Linked DNA regions of Mus musculus: region 1 is linked to region 2. The links are chromatin contacts, called in public promoter capture Hi-C maps. All regions are on one chromosome and are shown on one strand. Each heading gives the region's core, a stretch centred on a gene start, on an enhancer-like site or on the middle of the called end of the contact. The rest is flanking DNA. Distances are from core to core; before and after follow the strand shown. Region 1 holds the start of Zfp185 (zinc finger protein 185). Region 2 holds the start of Haus7 (HAUS augmin-like complex, subunit 7).

Region 1 (2,865 bases), core at 128-2,627, 470 kb after region 2:
CTGTTCCTTCCAATCTTGTAGTGAGTGGGCTGAAGGCGATGGACAGCACATTCTCGAAAGGCCTCCAGTAAGTTGTACCTGTACCCTGGAGATCTGTTGGCACCCACCCAAACTGGCACTGTTTGTGCAGAAGAGCCAGTTGAGGCCATGGGAAAATAAGAACTTCATAAGCTTCCTACTGCAGCTCTCCAGTTCAGAGCCCCTCACCATTATTCAGGTTTATCAGCCTGTGGAAACCTGCTTCCTGCCCATGACTAGAAATCCAAAGAACCATGAGAGCAAGACAAGACCAAGAGCAGGTGTCACCACCTACCTTAATGTCAAGAGTCAGTACCAATGGCTTGTGGAGAACACAACTCCCAACATACTTTATAGACTCCACAGCCTTGGAGGGGAAGGTGGGCCTGATAGGCTTCTCCTTTTACTCAGTGGAGCTGCCAGGTGCCACAGTACAGAAGGAAGTGGCATGGCCGACAGGAGGATCTGCGTTTCCAACCTTTCTCAGAGGCCAAGCTATCACTAAGCAGTTGCAAAGAGGATGAGGCTATTGGCTCTCCCCTGCTCCCACACAAACAATCCAGTTACAGAGACTGTGCACAGCAGATCCCGCTGATAACACCACAGTGACACTTGATTCGGCGCCTTCTGTCTGAGTATGAGCAGCTCCCTTCCCAGCCCTGAGGTCGCCCAGTGACCAGTACATGTCTATCACAAACCACCATTAAGTCCCTTTGCTCTGGGCTCCAGGCCAGTGAGGGGATTATTGAGTAAGCTTGCCTCTGTACCTCAGTTTCCTCATCTATAAAATGGGCACATTTTACTAAGGATGTGGAATTCTGTGATGCTTGCAACACACCAATTCTAGGCTCACCCTGCCCCATCCCCGCTGGCAGTCTACTAACAATCGGTCTCATCCACAAATGAGTAGGTCAGAGGGACTAGACCAGCCAGAGAGCCACCTGCTTTTGTTGGACACTCTGAGGAACGTTGCCTGTCTCTTCACTCGCGGTGAAAAGCAGAAACCGAGGGCACTGCCTCCCTGACGGGATTCCGAAGAGGGATGCTTGGAGCGAGTATGAATTATTGGTAGGGAAACTGAGGCCCTGGCTTGTGTCCAGGAGGACACGAACTGGGTGCTCCTTGTAGCCTCCCGGTGGTCGAGCCACTTCTTTAGGACGGCGACTCAACAACCCTACCTGGTACAGGTGCCCGGCTTGTGTGACGGGCAGAGGGTCGGACAGGCGTGGTGCGCGGGCTCCCTCGGGTGGGCAGCACTGAACCCAGCCGGGCCGCGTCAGCGGGCGCGGGAAGCGGTACGCAGTGGGAAGCGCGCGGGGCAACGAAGAGGCACGGACTGGGCTCCGCCCGCCCGAGAACAAACAGGTTTTCTCCGGCTGCTGGGAGCCTCGCCCCTCGCCCCTCCCCTCGGCCGGCCCCCTTCCTCTGCCCTCTCCTGGGGTAGGTAGATGCGCCTGGCACATTCCGCACATTCTCCAGCCGGTGTCCTCGGTCCTCCCACCCCTTCCCTGCTCCGCCCAATGGAGCTGCTGGAGAAATCAAGGCTGGGGCTCCCCTCACCCAGCTCAGAGCGAGCTCCAAAAAGTTTTGCCGCTATGGAAAACTTCCAGGCTAATTCCTCTGGGCTCCCAGCCCTGGGGCCAGGAGGACTCCACCACATGAAGGGCCCTCGCTGACTAGTGGCGTCCCTGCCTGCGCCCGGCGAGATCTGGCCAGGCTCTGGGCCAACGACTTCCACAGATGCTGGCGGGTCAGTTCTGTCGAGAACTACTGTGCCTAGATCCATTTTACAGATGGAGATCCCAGACAGGGGCGGGGAAAGGACCAGGCTTGGGGGCAGGGGGGTGCGGACTGATGGCTGAGATCATGCAGGAAGTCAGGCATAGGAGAAAAAAGTGAGCAAGAAACTTCTGTCTGGCGCCTGGGAAAACTTGTACCCTGGAAGGTCATTTTTGGAGCCGGCAGGTAGGCAAAACAGGACTACCTCTCAGGGCATGTCGGAAGACACACACATTCGGTTTAATAAATGACATTCATTCACAGTTTTTGGATATGTAATGTGTGAAAGGCACGAAGTGTGAGAATGTAGTAGGGGTGTCGAACATCCAACAAAGGCTCCTAACCCTCACTGTGAGGTCAGAGAAGTCCTTTCAATAGAGGAGAGAGTTAAGCCAGTGTGCACAAAAAATGATCAAAATGATAGACTACAAAAGAAAGAAAAAGAAAAGATAAAAGGAAGGAAGGAAGGAAGAAAGAAAGAAAGAAAGAAGGAAAGAAAGAAAGAAAAAAAGGAAGGAAGGAAGGAAGGAAGAAGAAAGGAAAGGAAAGAAAAGAAAAAAAAGGAAAAAAGAAAGATTAAAGTCCTGTTGCCAATTTTACAGCAGTGGCCCTCAAATCTACTCACTGTCGTGTTTTCCTGTGACTTATCGCCCTTCCCATTTCAGCCATCACACAGTATGCATGCAGCTTCACTGGGTATATGACCAGATGCTAGCTGCTTAGAGCGCTTTCCTACAGCTTCTGGTTGTTGTTGGAATGAAAGCAGATGCTTTTAGAAGGCCTAATGTTTGACTGTGTTCAACCTCTGTCTGTAAGACCAGCCACCCCAGCACTCCACTGTAATCTCCCCGGCTTCCCCATGTCTTCTGACTACTTCTGTGCCCTCATACCTCAGACCTTTGTTCCTGCACTCATACTCTCTGCAGTACCCTTCCTATATCCCTTGCCACTGAACTCACCCAATCTTTAGATGTCATCCTCTCCTGCCTGCCACCTAGTCAAGTTGACCACTTCCTTCTGTGCACTCACTCTCCCATTCCCTCGGATGACAGTGTATAACCCTTTATT
Region 2 (2,921 bases), core at 226-2,725:
GGACTTCAGTTGCCTGCTAGCAACAACTCTCCCTATGTGTGTGTGTGTGTGTGTGTGTGTGTGTGCGCGTTCCCACACATATATATGGGAAGAGTATGTGAGAGTATACAGGCCAAAGGTCATTGTTGGGTATCTTTTTCAGTTGTTCTCTACATTATTTTTAAATATTTATTTTTATGTGCATGCGTCTTTATTTGCATTTATGTCTATGCACCATATGCATGCTGTGTTCAAGGAGTTTAGAAGAGGGCTTTGGGTCTTCTGGAACAGGAGTTATAGCTGGTTGTGACCTGCCACATGGGTACTGGGAACTAAACCTGGGTCTTCTGCAAGAGCACCAGCCATTAAGATTTCTTAATGGCTGAGACATCTTACTTTTTGAAACAGGGCCTCTCACTGAATCTGAGATACAGAGTTTTTTTTTTTTTTTTTTGAGACAGGGTTTCTTGGGTTTCTCTGTGTAGCCCTGGCTGTCCTGGAACTCACTCTGTAGACCAGGCTGGTCTCAAACTCAGAAATCCGCCTGCCTCTGCCTCCCAAGTGCTGGGATTACAGGCGTGTGCCGCCACAACCGGCTACAGAGAGATTTTTAAGCGGACTGAGTGGGAATGAGACACAAGAGCATCCATGAAAGCCAAAGGTAGGATGGAGATGTGGGGCCTGGTCAGCATAATGATAACAATGAACATTTACCTGTCAGACTTCACCTTAGGAATTTCATAGAAATGATTGCTTCTTTTCATCTTCATTTGTAAACCAATGAAGTAGGTGCTCTCATTATCCAACATTTATTTGAGGGCAAGGAAGCACAGAGAGGTTAGGTAACTGGCCCAAAGTTTTCTGGGTGTGGTAATGCTTACCTGTTATCACAGTGCATTGAAGGCTGAGGCAGGAGGATCACAAGTTTGAAGTCAGTCTGGGCTACAAAGCCAAATCCTGGTTCAAAGTTCTCCAAACAAAACAGACCACACAAACCAAAACAAAAGTCACACAGCCTGTGATTGGCAGAGCCAGATTTGAATTTAAGAACTTTCCCTCTGACTTTGTGTGCAAAGGAGACAAGACAGAACTTTGGGCCGAGAAATGGTCTTAGTTTTTCTATCAAAGCTTGCCTTCATCAGTCAGGATCCATCTACTGCCAAAGAGAACCTGAACAAGGTAGGAGCGCCTCCTCCTGGATGAGCCCGACCTCTTTGAGTCCCTCACTTCTGCCTCTAAAAGGAGCTACTCAGCTTTTGGTTAAGTCCTACTCGGCCCGCCTCCTCCTCTCTGCCTCTCCCCTCCAGCCCCGCCTTTAGCCCGCCTCTGTCCTATCCTCGCCCAACCCTCTTCTCTGCACCCTGCTCCCTGAGGTGCGCGCAGGCAGTGACAGAGCGGCAGCCCAATGGGAAGGCTTGTTGGAAAAGAGGGTGGGCCTTTGTGACGCCCGTCCCGATGGTTGGCTTCGCTCCTGCCGCGCGGGTTGGTGGGCGGAGAGACCTAAGAAACTGGTGAGCTTTTAGCAGTGTGGCGGCGGCCTGTAAGCTTGGGGGGCGTGAACCAGTTGTAGTTCAGAGCGCGAAACATGGCGGAGGAGGGTGCCGGTGCCGGGTCTGATGACAGCTACTACAAAGATGTGGGTGATGACTGCGTGGTCAAGGCAGCTGTAGAGGTGTTCGAGAAGCTGAAGGTACTGTGAGCCAGGGGAACCGCTCCTTGATAGGGGACCAGGTGGGGCCCCGTCCCAGTGCCATTTGGAGCTTCCTGTGGACATTGACCGCACCACAGGGGTCCACAGTGGCAGGCCCTGGCAAAGCTTTGGGGGGGGGGGCGACTTGCGGACCATCTGTCTTAGGTCTTTGGAGTCCTCGGACCTCTGCTCGTGCTGTTCCAACAGACCATTGCAAGATTGAGGCTGGGGACTTGGAGCCCATGAAAAATGGAGAACGCGGGCCCCAATCTCAAAGAGCTGGAAGTGGGTGGAGTTGGGTTTGAGGGGACAGATGGGCTGAACACCTTGCCGTTTTGTTGGGTCAGAGACAGTGACCTCCAGGTGGGTTTAAGGTACATGCAGCAGTGAGGAGCATGACCGTGTAAAGTTAGGGAGCTATCCCAGGCCCATTGAACCCCTTGCTAACCTCCCTCCCATCTCCCCTTGCTACTGACTCAGTGATCACTTTCAGTCTCCCTCCACTGCCCCTCAGATTTAATCGTAGTCTTCTTAACCCATTCTCAGGCATGTTCCTAGTTTTATGGCCGTGAAACCCAGAGGGAACACACTTAAAAGTGGTGGGGCAGCAAGTCACAGGAGCAAATGTAGGGTGAAGATGAGGGACTTGAACTTTTGACAAGGCCAGGAAGGGGCACAAACTGATAGAAATGCTTAGCCACCCCACAGTAACCGGCTTCCTCTGACTTGCCTTTTCCTTGTTTAGGGTGTAAACTGCCCCTTCCTCGACGGCCTGTATATTACAGAACCAAAGACAATTATGGAGCTGCTGTGTAGGCCCTCAAAGTACCGGTTGGACATACTGGAATGGATGTGTATACGGTAATGCTCTTTGTTCTTTCCTTTCCATGAAGTGTCTTCTGGGGGAGATGGGAATGTGTCATTTTAGAGGGTCCCATAACCAAGCCAGCTCCAGGAAAGCTAACTGAGCCATGACCAAGATGGTGGGGAGGTGGCCCTGGCAGTACAAGATGGACTTTAATGAAAGCCCTTTCTGCACCAGGCCTCCTGGGCTTTTGATTGTGTTGAGGCTATATGATGTGGTTCTTGTCACTGAGCTCTGATTACTGTCAGCTTGGACAGCACCTGATGATCAGAGAGGGACGTTGCCCAGAAACCCAGTGACAGAAACGGGCCTTCTAGATTGTTTCCCTTCTTTTCTACCCCAACTTGCAAAGAACAGAGGTTTTTCTTAGTCCATCCTGAGGGCAGT

Evidence for each region. Promoter capture Hi-C pulls out the DNA fragments that hold promoters and counts their contacts.
Region 1: a promoter capture Hi-C map of hippocampal neurons shows a contact between it and region 2, with 3 times the contacts expected there. The contact joins the promoter of Zfp185 here to the promoter of Haus7 in region 2. A contact is called at or near these places in 7 of 39 promoter capture datasets (the 3T3-L1 cell line, the C10 cell line, cranial neural crest and 3 more), 2 of 115 datasets of contacts at active chromatin or transcription factors (extraembryonic endoderm stem cells and stem cell-derived neural progenitor cells) and 2 of 9 other capture datasets (adipose tissue and liver).

The regions. Positions count from the first base shown.
Region 1 is chrX:72,985,851-72,988,715 of GRCm38.p6, reverse strand. It overlaps Zfp185 (zinc finger protein 185), which reads right to left and starts at 1,377. Exons shown (of 19, transcript NM_009549.3): 1 at 1,197-1,377.
Region 2 is chrX:73,457,583-73,460,503 of GRCm38.p6, reverse strand. It overlaps Haus7 (HAUS augmin-like complex, subunit 7), which reads left to right and starts at 1,475. Exons shown (of 10, transcript NM_028633.3): 1 at 1,475-1,669; 2 at 2,415-2,530. The coding sequence starts at 1,565.